Linked DNA regions of Mus musculus: regions 1, 2, 3, 4 and 5 are each linked to region 6. Evidence: chromatin contacts called from public HiCAR-type and promoter capture Hi-C data. All regions are on one chromosome and are shown on one strand. Each heading gives the region's core, a stretch centred on a gene start, on an enhancer-like site or on the middle of the called end of the contact. The rest is flanking DNA. Distances are from core to core; before and after follow the strand shown.

The links. Promoter capture Hi-C pulls out the DNA fragments that hold promoters and counts their contacts. HiCAR-type assays count read pairs that join an accessible place to other places. Capture Hi-C pulls out chosen DNA fragments and counts their contacts.
Region 1: a HiCAR-type map of astrocytes shows a contact between it and region 6, with 3 times the contacts expected there. The contact joins the promoter of Tro here to the promoter of Tspyl2 in region 6. A contact is called at or near these places in 4 of 39 promoter capture datasets (cranial neural crest, hippocampal neurons and liver) and 1 of 115 datasets of contacts at active chromatin or transcription factors (astrocytes).
Region 2: a contact with region 6 is called in a promoter capture Hi-C map of liver, with 5 times the contacts expected there. The contact joins the promoter of Maged2 here to the promoter of Tspyl2 in region 6. A contact is called at or near these places in 1 of 39 promoter capture datasets (liver) and 1 of 484 Hi-C or Micro-C datasets (embryonic stem cells).
Region 3: a contact with region 6 is called in a promoter capture Hi-C map of liver, with 4 times the contacts expected there. The contact joins the promoter of Tmem29 here to the promoter of Tspyl2 in region 6. A contact is called at or near these places in 4 of 39 promoter capture datasets (embryonic stem cells, frontonasal cranial neural crest and liver) and 1 of 115 datasets of contacts at active chromatin or transcription factors (astrocytes).
Region 4: a promoter capture Hi-C map of liver shows a contact between it and region 6, with 2.3 times the contacts expected there. The contact joins the promoter of Gnl3l here to the promoter of Tspyl2 in region 6. A contact is called at or near these places in 1 of 39 promoter capture datasets (liver), 1 of 484 Hi-C or Micro-C datasets (CD4 T cells), 1 of 115 datasets of contacts at active chromatin or transcription factors (astrocytes) and 2 of 9 other capture datasets (adipose tissue and liver).
Region 5: a promoter capture Hi-C map of embryonic stem cells shows a contact between it and region 6, with 6 times the contacts expected there. The contact joins the promoter of Tsr2 here to the promoter of Tspyl2 in region 6. A contact is called at or near these places in 3 of 39 promoter capture datasets (embryonic stem cells, hematopoietic stem and progenitor cells and liver) and 1 of 9 other capture datasets (liver).

The regions. Positions count from the first base shown.
Region 1 is chrX:150,654,840-150,658,901 of GRCm38.p6, forward strand. Tro (trophinin) reads right to left here and starts at 2,597. Exons shown (of 13, transcript NM_001002272.3): 1 at 2,506-2,597; 2 at 1,045-1,114; 3 at 1-775. The coding sequence starts at 1,089.
Region 2 is chrX:150,813,077-150,817,310 of GRCm38.p6, forward strand. Maged2 (melanoma antigen, family D, 2) reads right to left here and starts at 1,269. Exons shown (of 13, transcript NM_030700.3): 1 at 1,153-1,269.
Region 3 is chrX:150,456,067-150,460,469 of GRCm38.p6, forward strand. It overlaps Tmem29 (transmembrane protein 29), which reads right to left and starts at 3,084. Exons shown (of 3, transcript NM_001359039.1): 1 at 3,006-3,084. It also overlaps a transcript of Apex2 not described here.
Region 4 is chrX:151,014,683-151,019,082 of GRCm38.p6, forward strand. It overlaps Gnl3l (guanine nucleotide binding protein-like 3 (nucleolar)-like), which reads right to left and starts at 2,640. Exons shown (of 16, transcript NM_198110.2): 1 at 2,519-2,640.
Region 5 is chrX:151,093,921-151,098,413 of GRCm38.p6, forward strand. Tsr2 (TSR2 20S rRNA accumulation) reads right to left here and starts at 2,623. Exons shown (of 5, transcript NM_001164578.1): 1 at 2,509-2,623; 2 at 2,245-2,335. The coding sequence starts at 2,592.
Region 6 is chrX:152,340,613-152,344,883 of GRCm38.p6, forward strand. Tspyl2 (TSPY-like 2) reads right to left here and starts at 1,872. Exons shown (of 7, transcript NM_029836.4): 1 at 928-1,872. The coding sequence starts at 1,713. Gpr173 (G-protein coupled receptor 173) reads right to left here. Exons shown (of 4, transcript NM_001359449.1): 4 at 2,986-4,271.

The sequences.
Region 1 (4,062 bases), core at 1,347-3,846, 1.7 Mb before region 6:
TGTTAGATGCCTCAGTCTGTCTGCCAGATGCCCCAATCTGTCTGCTAGATGCCTCAATGGCATTTGAGGCCTCTACATATTCATTGTCAGTATTTGTGGTCTTAGCAGGTGTTCTTTTTCCTTTGGAATTTTTCTTGCTTCGGGCAGTGGCTGCTATAGTCTGGATACTACCTGTCTCCTTGGCAGCTTGGCCTTGGGTAGTAACTGTGTGGGTAGCAGCCGAAGCCAATGAGATCTCAGCAGCACTAGGTACAGTCTTATTGGCAGCATTGTTTGCCGTAGAAGCTTTCTTGGATTTGTTGACAGCTGTTGAGGCCAGGGAATTAGCTGACTCATTGGCAACTGGAGTCTGGATAGTCGGTGTGGTAACTGGTAGGTTTAGGGCCTGTAATGGTGGCTTCAGCTGTGTAGTGGCATCCTCACTGCCAGTTAGGGATACCTTGGGAGTAACTCTCATTGTCTTGGCTTTCTGGGTCTGAGAAGTAACTGAAGCCTGGATATTGGGTGCCTCAGTAGTAGCTGAAGCCTGACTGATCTGGGTGAACATTGGTAGGTTTAAAGCCTGCAAAGTTACTTTAGGCTTGTTGCTAGCATTATCATTGGCAGATGGGACTGGAGGGGGAGCCGGTGTGGTCTTATCCATAGGCTTAATAGAATTCTTCTTGTTCTTGTTTTTCTTAGATCGGCTGGCAATTGGTGGGTCCTTTTCTGTGGTCTCCGACTGTACATCTGGAGAGAAAGGAAGCCCTAGGCTCCCAGCGGGAGGCAGAGGGCCCTACATACTTAGGATTATAATCCTATGGGCCACCCCACCTCCCTACAATCACCCCTCTCTACAGTTGCCTCCCCTCCTGAACAATTTCATTGAAAGGGGTTTGGGAAAGGGGGATGGAGCAAGAGATAGATAAGTTTCCTCTTCCCTGTACCATGCAAAGGAAGACTGAGATAGGTAAGGTAAGGAATTATGGAACTACACAGTGATAATAGGCTCCAGAGTGGTAAATGAATTCAGGGCACGACAAACAGAATGCAGAGAGGTCTCACCTGGAATGTGGGCACCCGATGACCATGGTCATTTCTTCTATCCATCTTTCTGAAAGGCTAATAGCCGAGCCTGAAGGAAATAGGCCTGAGTTAGAGGATAATAGGAGGGTGGAAAGGGGGAAGATTTATCAGAAGTCTTGCTAAATCTGAAGGGTGAAAGAATTTGCCTAATTTTAGGCCCCAAATCTTTCTGGGTTTGCCTATCTAGAAGCCCAGAACATGTGGTCTCTGAGCTGCAGCATCTTTTGCTTCCAAGATGGCAAATTAATTCTACGACCTACACCTTAATACCCTCTACCACACCGCAACCTGACAGTGCGCATGCGCACAGAACGAGAGCGAGAGACACGCACACACGCGCGCACCCACACCCACCCACCCACCCACACACACACACACACATATGCGCGTGCACACACACACGCACGCGCGCATGATAACAGGTTTTCCAAATGCAGCTGGTCCTCAAGGCCCTCAATACGCATGCGCTATGGTGGACAGGACCATTCTAACCATCTCATGTCCACATATGTCCCCCGCTCTCAGAGCTACAGAACATCTCGATCCCACCGCCTCCTCCTCCTACATCATTTCTCAGCCCGTCCCCCCACCCCAGGCTCCACAGGGCCTCTTCGCGCCACCCCCTCCTACCACCATCCCACCCCACCCCCGCCCCCATTCCTGTGCGGCCGCGCCAGCCCGCGCCAACCATCAGCCACTCACTCAGGCTGTGGTTCCGCAGTCCTCCGCACCTCCCACCCTCCTCAAGCCCCCTCCCCCCCCACCCGCGCCGCAGTCGCCTTCGCCAACACTATCCCCCCTCGCCCCCCCCCCCCCCGGTCCACGTCTGCAAGGGCCCCGCCCCGCCCTTTCTGCAACATTGATACCCCACCCTCAAATCCAACAGGGATAACCCCTTCATGATTCCCAGCTCCCTAACCCTACCAGGTCATCCCCTCTTTCAAAGCAGTGCTACCCGGATCCTAGCCCGTCCTTTCTCCCTTCCAAGCCTGGTCCTCTGGCCGTTTAAAGAGGATTCTGTCGCTCCTTTCTTAGTCCAGATTCGATTCATCCTTTTCGTAGCCCATAACGGGGTCCAGCCCCCTTTCTTCAGCTTGATCCGGGTCCCTTACCTCCCTCCTGAACTCGACCCTCCTCCCTTTTTGCTACAGCCAGAACGTGTTCTAGATGTTTCCTTTCCAAAATCCCAACCAGGTCTGCATCCCTTCTTTCCATCCCCAAACTGAGTCTAGACTTTCCCGTAGCCCGGAGATTCCGCCCCCGCCTTTACGCAGTGAGAATTGGGTCCAGGCACCTCTAAACCCACCACATCGAAACCGCTAGATCCCGAATCCAGCCAGGTTCCTGTCAAACCTTAATGCTGTGTGAAGCCAGTCACCCCGAAGCCGCGGCTCTGAAGCCCCCACGGGGTCTTTCCTAAAGCTGGCCACCTCAGCTCACCTCGCCCTCGTGAGCCGAGAGGACGTCTGCTCTCTCCAAGCCTCTCCTCAGGTCTGAGCTTGTAACCCGCCCCCCTGGCCGGAAGTGGTCCTGCCTCTTTCCGCCTCCAGAGGGGGGTCTCCGTCCCTACCAGCCCGCCCCACCCCCTCCCCGCTAACGGCTTCCCAGTCTCCTCAGTGTGGCGCATCTGTTTACTACCTCTTGTTCAGCATTCACACCTAGTCTCCATTTCATTTCTCTGTTCCCCAATACGTGTCCCTGTTCCTATTTGATTTTTCAGTTTCTCCTGAAGAAAATGACCTCAGAGCTCCCACGCCTGTCCTGACAACACTAATTACATGGCGTGATATACTGTGAGAACGTCACATTCATTACTGCCTCTAAAATACGACTAGATTAAGATAGAGGCGCTGAACATTAAGGTGATGCTCTCAAATAATTCATATATATAATATATATTTAAACAATATGTAATAAATAATTAAATACATATAGTTAAACAGTAGATGTAAGAAAAATCAATTAGAGCCTGTCAGATGGCTCAGCGGTAAAAGCACTCCAAGCCTGCGGACATGAATCCTATTCCCTGGATCCACATGGCGGAGGTAGAAAACCTACTCCCACAGGTTGTCTTCACAGCTCTGATTGCACACAAACACATATGTGCATGTACACACACTTTATTTATTACAAATAAAAATGTAATAAAAAAATCCCTACATGCTTCTATTTTATTTCAAAATAATTTCACTGATTCCTTAAAATTAAAAAAAAAATTATTTGGAAACTATGGGAGCGGGCATTTAACAAAGCCCTGATATAATTCCAGCACTACTTGGGAGGGAGATGTTGAAGGGTCTTGAGTTCAAGTACAGCCTTCTACGATGAGATGATATATTAAAAATCATATGTATATGTGCATATATATACATACAAATATACATACACATCTTTTTTTCTCATGTTCTTCTTTTACTGATGCTCTGAACAAGGACTTAGGCTTTCTCTTGTGATGTAGCACACTACTCGCCAGTGCAAGAAACAATTTGTAGCATTCACTTTTTTTCATTCAATTATGTCAAACTGAGTAGAGACCATTATGTCAGAAAAAAAAGGCAGTCAAAGCTAAAATGAGACATTATAAAAAAGAATGACATTATACACTGGGCGTTGAATCCCAGCACTTGGGAGGCAGAAACAGGCAGATCTTATGAGTTCAGGGGCCGGCCAGGGCTACATAGTGAGGTCCTGTATCAAGAAAACCAAGGGATACTTTTGGGATAGCATTGGAAATGTAAATGAGGAAAATACCTAATTAAAAATAAAAAAGAAAACCAAACAACAAAAGAATTATATAATAAGAGACAATTCACAAGGACCATATAAAAATTAAAAGTATCTATGAATCCAACACTGAAGCACCTATATGTATGGAGCAATAATGTTAATAATGAATGGGGGATAGAGCACAGTCAAACAAATAGTAAAGGACTTCGATACCCATTTTCCAACAGTGTAGGGATTGTCTGGACAGAAAATCAGTAAAGAAAGGTCGGA
Region 2 (4,234 bases), core at 19-2,518, 1.5 Mb before region 6:
TCTTTGAAGTCCACCGTGCACATGCGCATTCAGCAGCTGGCCCAGTCTCTGCGAGCCCTTCTCAACACGCCCCTTTCTAGCTATACATAAAGCGCATGCGCAATGTCCACGGTCTCAGTCCAGCACCCAACTCCTATACACGCCCCTCTCCAGGTCCGCAATGCTGTTCAGCCCCGCCCCCTCCCCAACAAACCTTCCATCCAAATTGTCGCAGTGTCTGGTGGTCCTAGCCCCTCCCCTACTCACAACCACCCTATCAATTTCACAGAGCCTCCAGGTCCCGCCCTTTATCCTAACACGCCCCCCTCCAAACGGTAAAACCCAAATTGGTTTGGCTCCTTCCCTGTAACACCCCCTCCTCAACTCAGGATTGAACTAGTGATTCCATCTTAGGCCCAGCCAAACGGGGTCCAGTCCCCTCCCTTCCTAGCTGGATGGATTCGGTAAGATTTGGCTCTTAAGGCAGGTTTTCTCCAGATCCCAGAGGGTGGGGCCGACCCCTAGCAGGCTCTCATCCAAAGCTGGGGCCCATGACTTACCTCGTCCTCCTACAATTCCCGAGTGTGTCCACTCTCTCCAAGCCCCTCCGAAACTCAGATACTGCCCTCCCCACTAAAGGCCGGAAGTGGTCCCGCCCCTTTCCGCCTCCCTAGGGGGCCTCCGTCCCAGCCCGTCTGCCCCTCCCCCCTCAACACTCCTTATTCCCCCCCTCCCTATTCCCTTGCCTAACTCCGGACTCCCTATTTCCCATCGCATTTCCTATTTACTCTACAGAAATCTCTTCCCATTCCTTACATCCTTCTCTGTGTTACCTATGCAACCCCCCTCCCCAGTGTCCCTTAACCCTTCTCTGCATCCCCTATTCTTGTCCCTGGATCTCGCCTTCCCCTTCTTATTTCCCCATATTCTTCCTTCTCCTCCAAGCATGCACAGTTCCCCTTTTTCTCCCCTCCACCTCTGCCAGTCTCTGCTGTCCAGTTCATATACAGCTTACTACTTTCTTGGTCGTTCTCATTCTCACACCGCATCAAATGCAGCACTTCTGCTCCAGCTATAGTGGTCAAATAAGAATTGCCCACCTGCCCAGCTATAGGTTTCAGGTAGTTAGAACCACTGTCTGCTCACCAGGAAAGCCCAATGTTGTTCCCTCACCTTGTCCTCCAGTGAGTCTGGGATGCGTGTGCCTGCTCCTCTCAGTCCCTCTCGAAGTCTCAGCCTCCTGGACTAGAGCTGCAGACAGCCCAGCCCAGCCCAGCCCCTTTCCGCAGCCCCCTACCCCCCGCCCCCTTCCTCGGGGGTGGGGCAATGGGGCCCTGCTCAATGCTGTCTGACGCCAAAGCCCATGTTTATGCCTCTGTACCAGGTTCGGTCTGAAGCCCTTCCAACCCAAACTGCCCCCACGAAAACGATTCATTCATTGAAATTATTTATTTTATATCGTTATTTTTCTTACTACAAAAGTAGTGTGTTGTCATGTGAAAACCAGAGAAATGCAGAAATATGTAACAGAAAATTAAAAGCTATCTTTAATCTCCTTCCTCAGAAATACTCATGACATTGAGTACTTTGATAGACATTCCTCCATTAATTTTTTAATTTGTAGTCTGATTATGTGCACTTTCTCCCTACACCGGCTATACTAGTTACCTACTGTTCTGTAACTGCTTTTTTTCAAGTTATATATTCAAACCTCTTTCCCTTAGCATATGTTTTTTTAGAAATGTATAATGTTTTCTTGTATAACTGTCCTATAATTTATTTACTTAGTTCAGCTTCGTGTACTTTCTGGGTTGTTTCCCCCTTTTCGAACTATTACAAACAATGCTACAAGGACCATCCTGGTGTCTATATTGGACTGTTTTGTTGTTTTATTATGTTTTGCTGATTCAATTCATTTGAAAAAACTACCATTTTCAGCGTAAGTTAACTGTACAAAGTAATGACTTTTATTATGGCATTGACAGATTCACCCTCAATAACGTTTTTCACTAGTTTGAAATGGCACTTCTGTTGCCTGATAAATTCACATAAACAACTGGGTGTCTTCATGAGAACAAGATAAAATGTAAAGACAAAGAGAAGTAGACAAAATATCATTAGCAATAGAGCAGGTGAATGCAGACCCAGAAAAAGCTTATTATAAACTATAATTCACGGTAGTTATAGAAATAAAATTCAAGATCTTTCTTATACACAAATAGTCAGAAGTCTGCTTCTTGAGGTCACCTTTGCCCATACTGGACAAATGAAAGATAGCCAATCCTTATGGCTTTATGGACAATTTGATTCACATACATTTTCACACATCATCAAGGCGGGTTTATATATTCGTTTCATTTCCTATAAACTGTTACTTCCCCCAAGTTTGTAATGTCACCCTTCTACTTTCTTATCTCCTAGGCTCTCTCTGCTGAGCACAAATGAATAGTCTCTCATTTTCTTCCAATTCTGGTGCCCCAAATTCCTATCCTATCCAACTTATGGAAAACTTCCAATACCAAGAAAATAAAGTTCTCAAACCTGAGGGTCCTGAGGGTCTATGAAAGCACCCTACAGCTGGTCACCACATAGATGTTGTAGGTGTGTGTTTTAGAAGATCTTAGGTGTTGTATGGGGATTAAGTGTCTTCTTGGAACTAGAGAGCATAGCTATGACCTTGGTAGTCATCCAAACAAGCAGTGCTTGTGGTTTGGCCTAGAGTGTTAGCAGGGGAGATAGTGAGGAGATTGGTGGGGGCGGGGTGGACTGCTAGGACTTGATGAGTAATTGGATTGTGGAGGGGTGGATTGGAAGGAGGAACATAGTCAAATATTGGCATCTTTCTTTAACAGATAGTGCAGATAGTGACCCTTTCAGTGAGTCATGGAATAATGGAGTTAAAAAGGAAAAGAACATTGATTTTATGGCACTGGTGGTACATCCAGGTAGAAATGTCAAATTGGCAGTTGGATAAGCCTGTCTGAGAATCAAGAAAAAGGTCCGAGTAGAGGGTATCAATCTAGAAATTGGCACTTGTATACTTTAGGGTAGTAGTGCAGTAAATAACAAGAACTTAATTCCTGACAACTTTGCTGAATTTCCTTTAATGAGAAACATGTATGCCTCATTCAGCCATTGTATTTTCGAGTCTACACTGTGCCCCAGTTTCCTGGTGGTTCTCAGTGTCATATTGGTATTCATGACAGTGAGTGGATTTTCAAGAAACACCTATCTCTATTTGCCAACCTTTTTCTTCTGAAAATTATATCTAGTTGCCCATATACCAGTTAAACAACACACTTTACTATCAGAAGATGTGTTCTCTCACCTAGGAACTTCTTCCCATGAAACTGCTTTCTGTGTGCTCTGTTAACAATTTCTAACATTTAGAACTCCATGTTGATTCACTTGTGGTCTCTGGAGGAACAGAATTAGAACCTTGCATACTATTGAATTTAATGAAGTAAGCTCAATTCATGTTCATCAGCCGGGCAATGCCCTTCCTCTCTTTTACTTCCTTCCTAACACAATGGCATAAATATCCTTATCTTAGGACCTTGAGAGGCAACCTTATCTGAAGAGAAAAACCAATTAGTTAAAAAAATCTTTACTGTTTGACTAAGGAAAATTTCTTTCATTTTCTTCTTATGAACTGTAGAATCTTTTGATCATCAGCATTAGTCTACAGAATCTGAAAAGCCCAAGTCATTATGCCCTAGGCCTGTTTGCAATGACCATAGACAATCAGGAAAAAAATAACAAAACAAAACAAAACAAAAAAACCGGGGATTATGGTCAGCGGGCACATGCTCTTCCCATAGAGCCTGATGGTCTGAGTTTGAGCCCAGAGTCCCATATGGTGGAAAGGCAGAATGGATGGTAGAAAGTTGTCTTCTGACTTCCAAATGTGCACCACAGTGTGTGTGTTTGTGTGTGTGCGCGCGCACGTGGGCCGCACACACATGCACATGTATGCACACCAACACACAATGTGTAATAAAAAAAATTTTTAAATAAAAGAGAAAGTTCCTGTGATTACATAGGTCCCACATACCAGCATAGGGAAAACATGAAAAGCTGAATTACCTTTAGATGTTTCAATTAAGGAAATAAAGAACCCTGGCTAAATACTGCTTAGCATAGAACGCCTGGATGAAACTGGCTTATGCAGGGGTAATTATATTACAGGACACCTGAAGCTGAAAGAGGGTGTGCAGAATATCCTTACCACCAATCCTGCCTAGCAAAACCTTCT
Region 3 (4,403 bases), core at 1,834-4,333, 1.9 Mb before region 6:
ACATTAAAATATAAATGAATAAATAAATAAATAAATAAATAACAGGAGGGGTGGAGTCAATCAGAGGGATCCCTTCAGCTTTCTACACAAGACTAAGTCCCTAAAACAGGGGGTGAGTGCTGAGGGTAGAGCTCAGCAGCTGGGCACTCACCTTGCACAATCAAAGCAGAAAATTTTATCCCAGCACTGGGGCAAAAGATCAATAAATCTGGTTATAGAAAAAGATAATTATACATCTGAAAATGATAAATATAACTGCAAAGTTTTAAAAAAAAAGTCAAAGTCTTGCAATGCAATGCTCACTTCAGCAGCATATATTTTAAAAGTGGAACAATCCACAGATGTATGGATGGCCTCTGTGTGTAAGGACAATACCCAAAGCTGTGAAACAAATTAAGTCAACTTTACCTACTGCGGTGAAAAAACTGTCTGCCTTGTTAATAAATTGTTATAATTCACTTTCAAAAAAAGAAGAATTTGCAATGCAGATGATGGATGGTAGCTCATTTCTATACCTGCAACTATTAAAATTATAATCTAACTACCTTTACAAACCTAGGAGCAGGGTGGTACTGGTACATGCCTCAGCACTCAGGAGGCAGAGGCAGGCAGACCTCTGAGTTCAAGGACAGCCTGGGCCACCTAGAGAAACCTTGCCTGGAAAAACAAACAAGCAAACAAACAAATCAAAAACATTAGGCCTGGACTCTGTAGGTCAGATATAGAGCATTTGACTAGCATATACATGGTCAATACTCAGTACCAAAATAATAACAATAACAATATATTTATATTTAATAATTAAATAATATTAAGTCAAATTTTATTAGTTACATATAAGCATAAATATTATTTAATACTTTAACATTAAAGCAATTTATTAAATTAATATTTAATGTAATTATATATGGCAATAAGTGTTGTTTATATTAAATATTAGCTTCTAATATTTATAATAATTTGATATTTTAAATCATAGGAAAGGCATGGTAAACAAGAATCCTCATAGAAAGAATACTCTTTCAAGAGTGAATGAACTGTTTGGCCTTTGGACCTAACAAATCTACTTCTAAAATTGCATTGTGAATAAATGGCGATGTTGAAACAGTAAGTCTGTACAATAAAAATTTTTTTCACTTTATAGAGAAATTATCTTTAAAAATGTACACTGATATGCTTTCCTTCTTTATATTCCCCTGACATTACACCTGTAATCCCAGCACTTGAGGGATATGGAACCAGAAACTCTGGTCATCCTTAGCTAGACTAAATTGCCACTTCAAAACTACTCTGGGATAATGGAAACCTGCTCAAAAAAAAAAAAAAAAAAAAAAAAAAAAAAAGTAAAAAGTAAGCAAGCATCCACCCCCCCGCCATTACTAGGACACAAGCTGTTGGCCTATGTGGGCCACCACCCCCTAAAGCAGGTTCTTCTTCCACTCTCCTTTACAAAAATGGTAGTACACAGGTACTGAGACAATAACCACGGGTATCAAGATGAGCAACCAGACTACCAAAAATTTGCCAACATCCCTAGTCCATCACTGTCTAATCACACACTTGCTTTGTAAAATGCTTTCCTTCATCTAGTAGAAGTTTGGCCTAAAATGAAACAATATCTCCAGATCTCCTGATTTTTTTTCTTTTCTCTTCTTTTCTTTTTATTATTTTCAAAATGAGAAAAGTAAGTCTTCAGTTTTAGTGCATGCATCAGAATGTCAATACTTAGTTATACTCTCCCCTCGAGAAAGCAGTAAGATAGATACAGATAAACATCTTTCAAAAGAAAGTCAATGGACAGAGTTTCATTAAACAGTCCCAGCTGGCCTTCAACTCACTCAGCCTTCAACAGCACAGGCAGGCCTTGAACTGCAACCCTTCCCACCCATCTTCCCAGTAGCTAGATTACAGGCCTGTACCACCAGGCCTGATCTGACCCAGTAATGTTGTATGGATAAAGAATTGTACCCTGAAGAAATCAGGCACTTGGTCATTTGTTCAACAAATACCACCAATGTTGAGAACACATAGCAGTTCTGATGCTGAGCAGAAAGTATAATGGTGAGCAAGGAGGAAAAAGCAAGTATGATCCTCTCCTTAGGCATCATCCTTTATGATACCTGACATTGGCATAAGGAGGAAAATCAGTTATTAGATGATGTCGTCACATTTGGAAAAAAAGTTCAAGTCTTTTTCTCATTTTAAGATTCATTTTTATCACCTTGTAATCATGCACGTGTCTGTGCATGTGGGTGTAGGCCAGAGGCATCTGACTGTCTAGAGCCAAGGTGTGTCCTAGGAAGGGTCCTCTGTAGGAGCAGTACTAGCTCTTAACTGCTTCGCCATCTCTCCAGTTCCTAGGGTCTTTTTTCTAATCATTACCTGTCAGGGGGGGTTCAGTGGGATTTCACTTTTCTTAAATTGTTAAAGCAATAACACAAATACTCATTTCTGTATGCTTAAATTATACCCATGGGAATGGGGAAGAAAAAAATAATCCCTAAATCAAGTATTGTAAACTGCATTGAGTCTGGATGATTGCAATGTGGATAAGAATTGTTTTCATTAGTACCCCTGCAAACGGTTAAATAAAAGAACGAGGATGTTTATAAAGATCCTCTAATGTTAATCCTAAAGACAAGTTAAAGAATGACTTTTAGAAAAGCCAAAACACAAGTAGCTGCCCAACAGAATTTAAACCGCCTACTATAAGAGCAAAGGGCTTTATCCACAGGCAAGCAAAAAAAAAAAAAAAAAGCAAAAGAGAACCAGATTGAGGAAGCATAATTTAGAAAGACTACTTTTTTTTTAAGCACAAAGGGCGGGGTGGAGTGGGCAGGACTCCGATACCGCGGTTAACATTGCCATCTAGCGGCCACAGAAATTGAAACTCACCCTCACGGAACAAAATTATTTTCCTGCCGCTTTTCAGTCAACTGTTGTAGAAATGAAGACTCCGGAAGGTAAGCGGAATGGAGAAAACCGCCAAAATCACTCGTACTTGCCTAAGAGAGTACGGCGATCCGAATCCGCGATGAAAGCCCGAACGCCCATCCTCACCCTAGCGAAAATCAGCCGAAGTCCCGCCTTCTCACCGGAAGGAAGCTGTAATCTGCGGTCTAGGATTGGCTGATTTTCGCGTTGGCGCAGTGGTACGAGTGAGGTCGCTGCCAGCTTCCCTAAGCATTACCGGTAAGTAACTTCCAAAGCTCCTGTTCTAGGCCAAAGAACAGAGCTTGTGACTTGCAGCCACACAGCCCTGGTCTCCTTATGTTCTAGCCATTCGAGCCTTGAGCCAGATCGCCTCCCGTTCAGCCCTTACCTCTCTGATCATGAAACCTTTTTGGATGATTTTACCTGTACCCTAAAACACCGGCGGGGGGGGGGATCACATCCTTTACCAAAAGAAGGTATACTTTGAACACAAATGATCTACATTGCTTTCCTTTTTTTGTTTTTTGTTTTTTCGAGACAGGGTTTCTCTGTATAGTCCTGGCTGTCCTGGAACTCACTTTGTAGACCAGGCTGGCCTCGAACTCAGAAATCCGCCTGTCTCTAGCTCCCAAGTGCTGGGATTAAAGGCATGCGCCACCACTGCCCAGCTCTTTCTTTCTTTTTTGTTTGTATGTTTGCTTGTGTTTGAGCCACAGTGTCCTGTAGTCGAAGCTGGTCCGGAACTTGGCATTTCACCAAGGCCAGATTTGAACTAATCCTCATGGCTCCACCTCCAGAATGCTGAGATTATAGGCAGTGCAGCACCAAGTTTGGGAATGGGAATCAATTCTTACTGACAGTTACTTTAGCATCAGGAATGCTTTGGATGTGTAGTTTACTGGTGTTTTTCTTATGGGATTTTATTAAGAAGCCAACCTTGAGGTCAGGGCTCTAGAGAACTTTTCTTCCAGCTATTTCAGCCTTTGTTGTTTTCCTGGAATTAAGTCTCTGTGTTCTCTGGTCAGGCCCCTTTCTTAACTATATTGAAGAGAAGCCAAATAGAGCATCCAGGCAGCAAAGATCCCTGTGTCCAGCCTAGCAACTCCTTGGTGCATTGCACTTTTTTTTCCTCTCCAAAGTTTCTTTTATTTAAACAAAGAGTTTTGCGATGAAAATCCCTGAAAAGACGCTGTGTGTGGTTGTGTTTATGTCTGCAGAAAATGATAGGCCCACTGGAATTTCAGAATTATAGAGAGATTAGAATTGTGCAGGTTCAGAGGCTAAGTGCTTTATCTTGAGCTAGGTTTAGCCTTCCTGGCCCCACTCAGTATCTGAACACTAACACCTGGTGATAATAGAAAAAAATCTTTTGGAAGGTGGTAACTTTAGAACTAACATCTTGCAATAATAAATAAAAAGCTCATTGGCACTATTAACTTAAAGCTAACATTCTGTGATAATAAATAGAA
Region 4 (4,400 bases), core at 1,390-3,889, 1.3 Mb before region 6:
TTTGTTCCTCTGTTCTTGGGTCACTGACTAAAGAATCCGGCACAGTGGCTATGTCTCTATGTGCGTCTCTGCTACACGGGAGGACACTAGTCCACGCAATTTGTAATTGTTGGGGAAGATAGAGCCTGGGTCTCATTACTCATCTGTCAAGGAGGGGCAAAGCTGCTATGCTTATTTCCATGATGAGGTAGTATGAAGGAAAGTGGGCAGCTTTGAATGAGTAGGGTCCACACACTTTTGCCTGATGGAAGCTATTCTGAATCCTTCCATAGGTGGTGGACTAGAAGACTAGAATGATGTGTATAGATTTCATGTGGATTGAAGTCAACAGCACATTAGTATTGAAGGGAATAGGGCCTCTGGTTTTCTTTTTTTTCTTTTTTTTTTCTTTTTTTTTTTTTTGTTTTTTTTCGAGACAGGGTTTCTCTGTGTAGCTCTGGCTATCCTGGAACTCACTCTGTAGACCAGGCTGGCCTTGAACTCAGAAATCTGCCTGACTCTGCCTCCCAAGTGCTGGGATTAAAGGCGTGGGCCACCACGCCCGGCTTCTGGTTCTCTATGAGAGTAAAAAACAAGGCATAAGGCCATGCAATTATAAACTCAATGAATTTGCTCCTCCCTTGGGAAGTGTGCATCTCTCATTTTACCTTAGGTGAGAAGAAATATCTGGCAGTTGTGATGCATACTTTTAATCCCAGCACTCAGGAGGCAAAGGCTGGCAGATCTCTGAGTTCAAGGCCAGCCTAGTCTACAGAGAGATTTCCAGGACACACACACCCCACAAAAAAAAAAAAAAAAACTGTCTCAAAAAAAAAAATCAACAACACCGGGGCCTAGCAAACACATAAGTGGATGCTCACAGTCAGCTACTGGATGGATCACAGGGCCCCCAATGGAGGAGCTAGAGAAAGTATCCAAGGAGCTAAAGAGATCTGCAACCCTGTAGCTTCAACAACATTATAAACTAACCAGTACCCCGGAGCTCTTGACTCTAGCTACATATGTATCAAAAGATGGCCTGGTCGGCCATCACTGGAAAGAGAGGCACATTGGACAAACAAACTTTATATTCCCCAGTACAGGGGAACGCCAGGGCCAAAAAAATGGGAGTGGGGGGGGGAGAGAAGTGGGGGGGGTATGGGGGACTTTTGGGATAGCATTGGAAATGTAATTGAGGAAAATACGTAATAAATTTTAAAAAAAATCAACAACAAAAATTAAGAGGCTGGAGAGATGGCTCAGTGGTTAAGAGCAGTTAAGAGCACTGCCTGTTCTTCCAGAGGTCCTGAGTTCAATTCCCAGCAACTATATAGTAGCTCACAGCCATCTATCGTGGAATCCGATGTCCTCTTCTGTCATACAGGTGCACATGTAAATAAATAGAGCATTCATATACATAAATAAATACAATTTTAAAAGTAGAGAAAATCTGAGCTCCTATTCTATGGATGAGGAGAGATTTCGAATGCACTGCATTGTAGGATGATCAGTGATATCACTGGCTTTCTGGGCTAAATGGGAGGGGGGAGTTGTCTGCATCTCTACTGCTCAGATGCCCCCTCTCTTGGTCAATCTGGTGATTATAAATCATTTGGAGGGTGGGGTTCTGTCTCTACCTCAAAAGGGAAGAAAATAAACCTGAGTTTCTCTACCCTGAGGGTCTACTTGAGAGGCATAGCATTATCTCAGTGGACTAAAGTCTGTTCCCAGGTACTGTAAGCCAGTTTGGGTGGGCCTTTACTACCGTCAGAAAAACAGCAATTCTTTATGGGGTAGCTATGGGGGTCTAATTTTCCATAATGAAGGGGGAGGGGTAAATCTGTGTGGTTGCCCATAAGTCTCTGTCTCCAATGATTTTGAGGGCTGATGGTGTCTGGTGACTGGTTACAAGGGTAAACATGAGAAGGGTGGGTCTCTACGTTAGGAGCTCTCTTCCTCTAGATATTACACAATTCTGAGCTCCCCTATCGCAGTATGGAGATGGACAAGCCCCGTTAAAGACCTATGCCTTAATAAGCCAGAAGTCGGCCTGCTCAACCTTGTATTGGAAATTATTTTCTTATAGGGCAGGGATGATATCATCCACCATTTGATGGGTCGACACACCTGTCTCCATTACGCAATGAAAGTATAAACGTAATAGACCTTCTCACACATGGATGGGGGCGTCTGTCTACATGGGAGAAATGGCAGTAATGCGAAATGACGCCCAAATATCCTGAAAGGCGGAGGGCAACCGACATTTTGTCTCATACGCATGGTCAGTGCCTCTCTACATAGCCAGGATGCATCTTTAGAGCCTCTCTAGGAGGCCGCCAGAATGCAGTTCAGCGCATCGCCACATGTGGAGCTATCCGTATCCCTCTTCCAGGCCCTTCTACTTTACAAGAGAGCCAGCTTTTCACCTCTCTAGTCCAGGATGGCGAGCATCTCTGGTTTCACCTTTAAAAAAACAATCTTTACTATACTGCTGGCCTGGTGAGCACTCACCACGAAAAAAAAGAGAGTAGTCTCTTACCTACACTTCCGGCAGGGACCTCGGAGAGCTGTTAGAAGCACAACGTCGCCAGTCCAGGAGTGCGCAGCTAGGCTCCGCCCAGACTTCCGGATCCCAGCCCAGCTCTTTGCTCCGCCTAATTTGCGTAAGACGCAAGGGCGGAGTTTCGATATAATTGCTGCGCCGCACAGTCCCGCCCCCGCTCCCACGCTGGCCCCGCCTCCTGGCTGCCGGCGGGTAAAGAAATAGCGAAGAGGGGGGCGGGAGCCTGGCGATGGGAGGGGGGGCAGTTGTGTGTATCTGTGTCTTGTTTGTGTGTGTGTGTGTGTGTGTGTGTGTGTGTGTATACTCATGTGGCCACAAAAGCTATTTGTAAGACGAACTCTTTTGTGCGGCTTCCTGGCTAGGGTTAAGGATGTATCTTCTCTAGTCTGTTACCAAAGTAATCACTGGCAGCATTAGATGAGGGTAGGGGGCAATAGTTTGTCCTCCTGGAAGATGGCGACAGACCGGGTGCGAGAAAATGGCCGCCGGAATCACGTGTCTATTTGGCTGCGTATATCCCACCTGAAATGAGTTCGCTGTTTTCAGCAGCTTTCCAGTCTCACGGGACTCTAAAGCATAGCAAGGCTCAGCCGGGAGCAGCAACCGAAACTCTTTGGAATTGTCACTCACCGGTTTACCCTCTTCTCCCTCATGTATGATTCCTGTGTCTGCAGAAAATAAACCTATCTCTAAAGCGAGGGTAGGTAAGGGTGTCTTTAATAACCATTTCAGGAAACTTCTGACTTGACTGGGAAGTGAGATAACCCTCCAAAAAGCGTAACTATTAATTTAATTCCTTCCTGGTCATTTACTTCCAGTCCTTTCCCTCTCCTCAAGTCTAAACCTTAAGGGTGGGGGTTGGGCTAGGTAAGGCAACCACCCAGAACGTGTGTTCTTCATCTGCAACTCATTCCTGCTGAAAACAAGCCCTTTTGCTCTCCCTCCCCTTATAGTACAGGATTGGCTGCTACCTTTCTCTCTAGACCCCAGATTCTTCTGGACCCCCAAAGTAGCCATAGTATTTACAGGCTCTATTTACCTATTGTAGCTCTATGAAATTTCTAATACCAGCGTTTTTATGACTCCCAGTTGAGTAAGAATCACAGCATCCTTTATCACAATACTACACTGTAGTAGGTTTTTTTCTTAAATTTTTTGTAGATTTGTTCTAGTTTGTGAGTTTGCTGTTATGTGTGTGTGTATGTATGTGCACCATATACCTTCCTGATGCATGTGGAGAGCAGAAGGATGCTTTGGATCCTCTGAATCTGGAGTTGCTGATGGTTGTGAGCCATCTGCATGTGAAAGCTTGCTGCTGAGCTCAGGTCGCCGGCAAAAGCAACAGGCTCTCCTAACTGCTGAGCCATCTCTCCAGTCCCTGTACACTATAGTTCTTAATGTGGCTTCATCACCACAGGAGAGAGGACTCCTCAGAGAAATGACAGTTCATCTTTGAACTCTCATAGAAACCCAGTACAAAACTGGCTGGAAGCAAATTTGTCAACTGAAATTAAGAGCTGCACCACAAGTCAATGGGGATTGAACAGTTTAATAGGTAGCATTGGGAAAATTGGATCAGGATAAAGAGAAATATAAATGCCAGGTATGGTAGTACATCCCCTGAGTACAGAGTCTGAGATTGGAGGATCAGAAATTCAAGATCATCCTGGTTTGCACAGGCAGAGTGATTTAAAAAGGAAATTCATGATTTTGAAACAGAATGTCTTCTAGCCCGGGATGTTCTCAGAATCTCTGTATCGCAGGATGACCTTGAACTTCCTGATCCTTCTCTGTGCAGCTCTGGAATAATAAGATTAGAAGCCTGTGCCGCCACACCCAATTTAAATGTATGCCCTGC
Region 5 (4,493 bases), core at 1,373-3,872, 1.2 Mb before region 6:
TAATCGCTACTCTTAAGAAGGCCTCTTACTGACCAGTGGTGGCGCGCACACCTTTAATCCCAGCACTTGGGAGACAAGAGACAGGTAGATCTCGGAGTCTGAGGCCAGCCTGGTCAACAGAAGAGTTCTAGAATAGTCAGTGCTACATAGCGAAACCCTGTCTCAAAAAAAAAAAAAAAAAAAAAAAACCCAAAAAACAAAAATCAAATCAAAAAGGCTTCTCCTCAGGCTCAGTTAACTGAAGAATTCTGAGCTCCTCTTTAGCATAACACACACCACCCAGTATTTTAACTATTCATTTACTTACCTGAAATCACTCACTAGATTGTAAATGTTGAGCTGTGAATCTGCCTAATACCATCCTCAAAACTAGGATATTGGGGGCTGGAGAGATGGCTCAGTGGTTAAGAGCACCAACTGCTCTTCCAAAGGTCCTGAGTTCAAATCCCAGCAACCCCATGGCGGCTCACAACCATCTGTAAAGGGATCTGATGTCCTCTTCTGGTGTGTCTGAAGACAGCTACAGTGTACTCATATAAATAAAATAATCTTTAAAAAAACCTAGGATGTTAATGAAGAGTTAAAAAAAAACAGCATGCAATACTCTAAGTCCTCTTGTTCTTTTATACCCCACCAAGACAAAATGGAAGTGTAGAACTTTTGTGTAGAAGCAGCAGCATGTGCTTATCGAGCACAAGCACTTAGAATGTGGCTGGTCACAAATGAGACGTACTAAGACTTTTAAAATTCCAGATTGTGCCGGGCGTGGTGGCGCACGCCTTTAATCCCAGCACTCTGGAGGCAGAGGCAGGTGGATTTCTGAGTTCAAGGCCAGCCTGGTCTACAGAGTGAGTTCCAGGGCAGCCAGGGCTACACAGAGAAACTCTGTCTTGAAAAACCTAAATAAATAAATAAACTCCAGATTGTGAAATTTAATACTAAAAGTGAAAAATGCTTAATTCTTATGACATACTAAAATATTTTGGAAGAGGATTTTTGTTGTATTTATTTCATGTGCATGTTGTTTTGATTGCCTGTGTGTGCACTGTGTGTACCTGGTGCCCAGATAAGGACAGAAAGATGATATCAGAACCCCTGGAACTGGAGTCATAGATAACTATGAGATACCATGTAGGTGCTGGGAACGGAACCGAGGTCCAATGCAAGAACAAATGCTCTTAACTGCTGAGCCATCCTTTCAGCCCTGTGTTACTTATTTGTTAATTACATGTATGTGCATGCACATGTGTACAGATGAGGAACATTTTGGATCCTCTGGCGCTGGAGTTACAGGTGGTTGTGAGCTGAGAACCCAACTCAGGTTAGGAAGAGCAGGACGCACTTTTAACAGCTGAACATTTCTCCAGCCCCTTCTTTTATCATAAGGACAACTTGGGGATATGGAGCTTGAAACTTAGAGCAATTCCCCTGTCTCCGTCTCCCTGGTGCTAGAATCACAAACATGGCCCATATGCTAGACCTTGGATATGAATTTAATAACACTATAATATTTGCTTCTTTCATTCATTTATTCATTTGTGGTAGTATGAGTAGTGTAGAGCCTCACATGTGTGTAGTAAGCAAGCACTTCCATTGAGCTATATCTCCAAGTCTTTATATTATTTTTATTATGAGACAAGGTTGTGGTGAATCTGAACTTGAGGTCCTTTTGCATCAGGAATATGAGAGTACATGCCTGCACCACAGGGCCTGGCTGCCTTTTATTTATCAGAGGTACTGCTTTTAGTTTTGGTGGCACCAGGGTTGGAGCCCAGGGACACGAGCAGACTAGGAAAGTGCTCTACCACTGGGCTACACTCCTCACCCAACAATTTTAAAATTATATTTACTTGTGTAGGGAGAATCAGAGGACACCTTAAGCGTGTACCAGTTCTCTCCTTCCATGTTGTCCCAGCTATGAAATTCGGACTGTTATGCTTGTTGGCCTTTGTCCACGGAGCTGTCCCCCACCCCTCATCCAGCAATTTTAAGTTACAAGATATGACTCGAATAGTTCTTTTCGTCGGATCTTTCCATAACCATTTTAGAAAGTAGGAAAATGACTCTCTGGAAGGCAAAATGCGTTCTCCAGCATAATAGCATTTGAGTGTCATTGCCTCTAAGGCACTCTAAAGACACAATTCTGATCTCAAAGTCACGATTCATTCATCAAACGCGGGCTCTCTACGTCGAGGCTCTGCCACGCCACACTGCGACAGACAGCAACACCTCACATTCACTCACCATTGGCGATGAAGTAATCCTCCACTGCACCCCCTAGCCACTCGGCCTTCTCCTGGCTGTGCACGCCCCCGAAGCCATTCTCCACAGCGATCTGTGAACACAGGCCCAAGCCAACCATGACAGCATGGAAACCAGAACGGCGTGGCCTGCCGGGGCCTGGGAGTCTGCCGCTTACACCGCCCAGCCATGGCTCTGGCGCCTCGCCTGGTCAACTTCTATTTTGTCACAGCCTTAATCGTGACCCCCCGCCAGGACCTCACTTACCTGTAAAGCAGGCCAAGCCTCCAGCGCAGCTCGGACTGCAGCTCCGAAGAGCACACGCACATCTTCAGCGGCGCCCGCCATCATCCGTTTAGATCACGTGGCTCCCAGGCAGCCCAATCGCTAGGGCGACCTCACCAGGCAAAAGGAGCCAAAAGCCGATTCTCAGAACGTGGTTTAGTTTTCTGCCAATCTGGCTGGCAGCAAGACCAGAACAGTGGGAAACGCCATCAGTGGTAGATGCTACCACTTACCACAGTAAATCCTAATAATTAAAGGAGAACCTGGAGCAGAGTACTTAGGAAGCATAGCTGAAATAAAGAGGAAAGGAGAAAAGAATAGCGAGGGCGAGAAAACCTACATTTGCGAGGCTCAGCAGATAAAGGCAATTGCCTCCAAGCCTGAAGAACTGAGTTCAGTCCCTGAGCCCTACAGGATGGAACTAGAGAACCGATTTCTGCAATTTCCTCTCACCTCCACATGTGTTACACGGCATTCACAGGCGCAGGCACTCCCACACACAATAAATAAATGTAATTTTAATTTTTTAAAAATAATTATTTTATATATGTGAGTACACTGTCACTGTCTTCAGAGACACCTCAGAAGAGGGCATCGGATCCAATTGCAGATGGTTTTGAGCCACCATGTGGTTTCTGGGACTTGAACTCAGCTCAGGACCTCTAGGAAGAGCAGTCAGTGCTCTTAACCGCTGATCCATCTCTCCAGCTCCAACAATTCATTCTTGAGTCAAATATGAGTGACCATGTCCAGGATTCAGGTTGTCCAGAAAGATATTTTCTTTTGTGGAAGTGGTCAAATGACATTTTAGTAGTTACAGAACAAAGAAAGTCCTAAGTCAAAGCATTTACTAAATCTATTGATAGAGACTACAGGTAGTGGGATGAGGAAATTTCTGCTTAGGTTTCAGATACTGTCTGATGACATTCTTAGCTTTTGGATTCATAGATGCTCGCTGTTAAGTATGTATTTGAAAAGTTGTGATAACCACGAGATTTCTCGTTCAGATTCAAGGGAAGACAAGGAATTGTTTTCAATGGGATTAAAAGTAGCTCAAGGTCATTTGTCTCTCCTCTGTAACATTTTTACTCACCCCAACCACAAAGCTCCGTCATTTGGTCCTATAGAACGGTCCATACAGATGTACCTGTTCTTTTCTCTAGGAACTTCAGTTTCCACTGTGTAGCCATGTCTGGTATTGGACTCTTACCACACTCTCCTAAATTCTAGGACTAATCACACACCACCACACTTAGCACAGAATATAGATTTTTCTGAAGTTCACAAGAACATTCTCCAAGACACACCATGTAGTATTCCACACAACAGCGTTTAGTATGTTTTAAGGACTAAGGGCTGATAATGTTTCTATCTACCTTGCCAGCATACTGGGGTCCTGGAGTTTCATCCCAAGACCACAAAAGAAAAAAAAAAAAAAAAGAAAGACTGCAAAGCAAAATTAGAAATTAGTAAGAGAAAGAAACATGTGAAATCCATAAATTTGTGTAACCTTATGGACTCTATTTTATGGAAATAGGTCAAAGGACAAAAACAAAGGGAAATTGGAAAACACTATGAAATGAACCTTGAGTGTTGTAGCTGAAGTACTTAGGGGACACATTTTTAGCTTGCAACAAAAATGTTTGAGCTGTAAATATTTAGAAAGAGCCCATGGGGGAGATACAGCCCACCACTGCCCTCAGCAGTCTGAGGAGTTCTGTCCTCCTTCAGGTAAAGCCAGGCCTTTGATTACACTGCAGGAAAGAGGTTCAGGATAAGCCAGCATTGTGATATGATCATCCAGTGTTATCTGATTGTTAGGATCATTATGATATATGATAAGCAAAGTTAATGAGATTTAACTACAAGCGTTTAGAGAACACATTAAGCTCTGTAAGCATTTAGAAAAAGGAACAGTTAGCAAAGGAAGCATTTGTTCTGCTAAAGGAACACACAGCAATAAAATG
Region 6 (4,271 bases), core at 622-3,121:
TTCACAGAATACTGTATGTCTGGGAGCTAAAAGCCCAAGTCTAAGTACAGATACATTTGGTTACCGAGGACCTGCATTTAAATGTTACATGTATAGGTGTTGATGCTCAGTGTCCACATAATGGATGAATGCCTCTAGAAGTCTGTGTGCTTAGGCCCAGTTGCCTCATGTCTAGATATGGAAGTTATGTATCTGTATCTACTTGATACCCTGTGCCTGACTCCCGAGAGCCTATGATCATGTGACACTTTTTAATCATGGGCCAAGTGTTTATATCTATATAAATTCTACTAAAATGTGTGCATTTCAAATGTTGCATACGTGTTTCCCTGGGAATGAGCTCAACAGTCACCAATAGTGGATTGGATTCTTCCTGTTGTACCTTTCCCTTCATTTAACCACTTGAGCCTCACAACCAAGTGGTCTTTCTCCTGATTCTTCAGGGTTCCATCCCATTTCTACTCTCTCCCCTCTAATGGAGAGGATGGTAGACAGATTTGGGATTTCTAGGTATCTAAGCAGAGACCCAGGTTTATGGAGCCTTGTGTGGTTTGAGCACGCTTCCCGAAGAGCTTATGCGCCCTCCCTCCTTAGTCAGTTCATCACCTGTACTCCCCCCTCCTCTCCTCCTTTCTCTATCTGTTGCTCCGTTTATGGGCTGTGTGCCTTTTCCGTTACCCCTCCCTCTTTTATTGTCTGGGATCCATTTTCTTTTTAAATGTTGCAATGCTACTCTTTTTCCCTTCTGCAGTCTAGTTTTAGATGCGATTTTGCCCTCTTGCCATCCCTCTTCCACGCCTTCTAGAATCTTCTAATGGGGATTCATCATCCTCATCTCTGACCCTCCCCCACACCTCTTCTCTCTCTTCCACACATCTCCCCTTCAGTCATGGGCTTCTGGCCCATGCATACTGATGAGAAGGATACTGCTTTGACCCAGAAGCCTGGGATATGCTGGATGATGAGGTCTCTGCGCTCCAAAAAGGGCCTTCGCATCTGGATGAATTTGCGCTTGAGACGCAAGAAGGCCTTGCCTGCCTTGATGTTCACCGCCTCCAGGTCCATTTGAATGCTCTCCAGGGCCTGCAGTATGCTCTCCATCCTCTGGGCACTCCTCTCTCGGCTCTCCTTCGCCTTCCTCTGCTTCCTTCTCCTCCTCCTCCGACGCTGCCGCCTCCTCACACTCTCCTTGTCATCCTCATCCTCATCTTCCACTATTATGATAGCCTCCTCCTTCCTCTTCGGACCAACTAACATCTGGGGCCCCCACCCTCCTAAGCTACAGGTTTCTAGGGCCTTCTCTCCGAGGCTGCTGGGCTCTGCAACCTGAAAGTCAATTGCCAGGCTTCCCCCAGAGATTTCTGAAGATGGGAGCGTTTCCATGATCCCTGTGGAAGGGGCCTCCCCGAACCCTGACTCCATTGCGTGATCCCATCCGGGACTCTCAGCACTCAGGGTGAAATACGCGCGGATCCCCCCTTCCTCAAGAATGACATAGGGCAGTGGTGGGGGCAGCGTGGGGCCCACCCCCCTCATGTCAGCCAGCACCTGTGCAGCCTCGGTTTCTTCCTGGGGTCTCGGACGCTGCTGGGGTGGAGGCAGGGGCAGTCGCTGGAGCGGTGGGGGTGGCGGGGGCGGCAGGTCGCGCTGACGGGGTTCCGAGCTGCTCAGGCGGGGGGTCTTGGCCGGAGGCCCCTCGTCCGGGCGGTCCATGGTGACCGCACTCACAACACTGGCTCTGCGGCTCTCAGACAAGGCCGTAGCCACCAGTCACACTTGAAGCGGAGCCGCCACACCTCACGCGACCAGCTCTGCTCACCACCTCGCTCTGACGTCCCCTCCCACAGCGCCTGCCCCACTCCCACAGCGCCTATCGCCCAGGCCCCGCCCACTCCCTGGCATGGCGTCTGCTCTGCCCGCCATTGGCTGCAGGCCTCGGAGCTGGCGGTAGCGTTCCCTCAGCCCCTGCCTTCTCTCACGCAATCCGCTTGCCAACACTACACATCATCATTTTCTAATTGGCTCCCTTCGCGCCCACCAATCATCAGGCTGACTGCCCCTCAGTGATGAGAGGAAAACTGCGGGGCGATTGGCTATGAGGAAAGCTAGGGTAGGAGCCCCCTCACCCTCAGTCTTGCAATGTTTTAGCCAATGGGAAAAGTACCAGTGATTCTGAAGACCACAAGACTAGGCCCGGGGAGGGTGGCTGGGAGTGCGCAAGCACCAGGGAACGAGATGTGCTCAAATGAAATCAGAGAGCCTCGCTATCATTCTCCCCGCCCCACTCCCCCAACAACTACGCACTTTTAAAATCTGTCCCTTCCCCCACCAGTTTATGCCTGTGGGGTGAGCGCTGTAGCCCCTCAGTCGCAGGCTGCTTTGAACTGCTAGTAGTTTAAATATCTGAGGTCTTTTTGCTTTGGTGGTCAGGTTTTGACATGGCTTTTTCTATTTCTGCAAAATGGCTCCACAGATGCAAAGAGTAACTTCCTCTGCGTCATTAAAAAAAAAAAAAGGTGATTCAACTAATGTGCTAGATTTTTCTAGAACTTTAAAATTCTCTTTGTCTACACATAATTTCTACCCCAGCTTTTCCTAAATGAATGCGGCTATTAATTGTACCCTAATATTATATTTTATTTTGTTTGTGATCAGAAATGGCTGGTCTTTGATGAGGCACGATGGTGGAGTTTTGGCTCTGGTTCTAGAATCCACATAGCAGGTGACTTCCACTGTGACTTTAGCCAAATCACTGCCCCTCTCTGAGCTTGTTTCTTCTACATTAGACATTCCTAAGGAGAGGAGATAATTGCCCATTGCAGCCTTGCTGTGGTAGCAGAGGAAGGAACCTCAGAATCCATCAACAGGAAAATGGATGTGATATGTGTTTTAGATGGACTACTAGAATAAATTTGATCTATGTATAGCAACATGGCTGGATTTCGCAAAAACAGAATGTTAAGTGAAAAAAGAAACAGAGCAAGATTTATAGTACAATACTGTTTATGTAAATTAAAACACATCAATACCATATATTTTCCACAGATACACATAAGTAAATAAACACATGAACGGTGGTTTGGAAGGACACACATTAAGTACTGAAGAGCGGTGCCTATGTGGGGTTGGAAGGATGGGATCAGGAATGGGTGATGAAGGGGACAAAGCAAAATAATAAAAGGACCTTGCATGGACCAATGATAGAGTGTGCCAAGAACTGAGTAATAGGGTCAGCTCAATTCTGTGCACCTGAAGAAATAAGTAAATAAATAGTAAATTAATTGAGTGCTTAGGGAGTAGGCCAGCTGGGTAGATCCCCAGACTTGGGCTTTTTCGTTATGTTATCTTTCCTTCTGAATTTAGTCAAAGCTAAACCAAGTCCCAGCTGTATACAGTGGAACCGTAAGAAGGACTTGCAGTTTAGGCTGAGCAGTTCCTCTAAAAGCCATTACATTGCAGGGGGCCATTTCTTAACCCCATTGCCTTCATGTTTGATCCCTCCCCTATTCCCAGTTCCTATTTCCATGGTGGTCTAATATAAGAAATACCTTGTTTGAAATTTGGGGTGAGGATTGAATCTCCAGACATTGGGAAGAGATGGGGTTCTAAAGTATTCTCTCCTTACCTGGTGCTCAGAAGCTGGGCCAAAGGAAGACAACTTTATGAGATGGGAGTTGACTCTCTTGACACATACATACATGAAAAATTTCAGGTTCCATCTCCTAAGCACTCTATTTCCTGCTGCAGGCACATACTAAGTTTTGTCTCCTCTCCATTGTGTGTATGTGTGTGTGTGTATACTCTATTTCTTCACATATATGTATTTGCTCACATATGTGTACCAGGCAAGTTTTCCTCAGAGGTTCTTACCCACACAAAGTCACACAGACACACACTATCTCATTCAATCATACCTCCTCATGTGATCATACACAGATAGGAGACATGGACACACACACACACACACACACACACACACACACACACACACAGAGAGAGAGAGAGAGAGAGAGAGAGAGAGAGAGAGAGAACATCCAATATAACATTGTTCATTTCACTTTTTCCATTTACAAAATCCAATGATGAATCCAGGCAGTTAGAAAAAGGAAACGGAGGAAAACCCTCCCGAGTTTACCCTATTTGCCCTCCCACCTTGGTCTTTGCACCCCAGCCCTCAGAAAGGCATTTCTATCATCATCACTGAGAGAATAGCCCCACCCCAAACACACATTCCCAGCCTCTCAGCTCCTCTGGCTTGCTTTTCCAGGGCC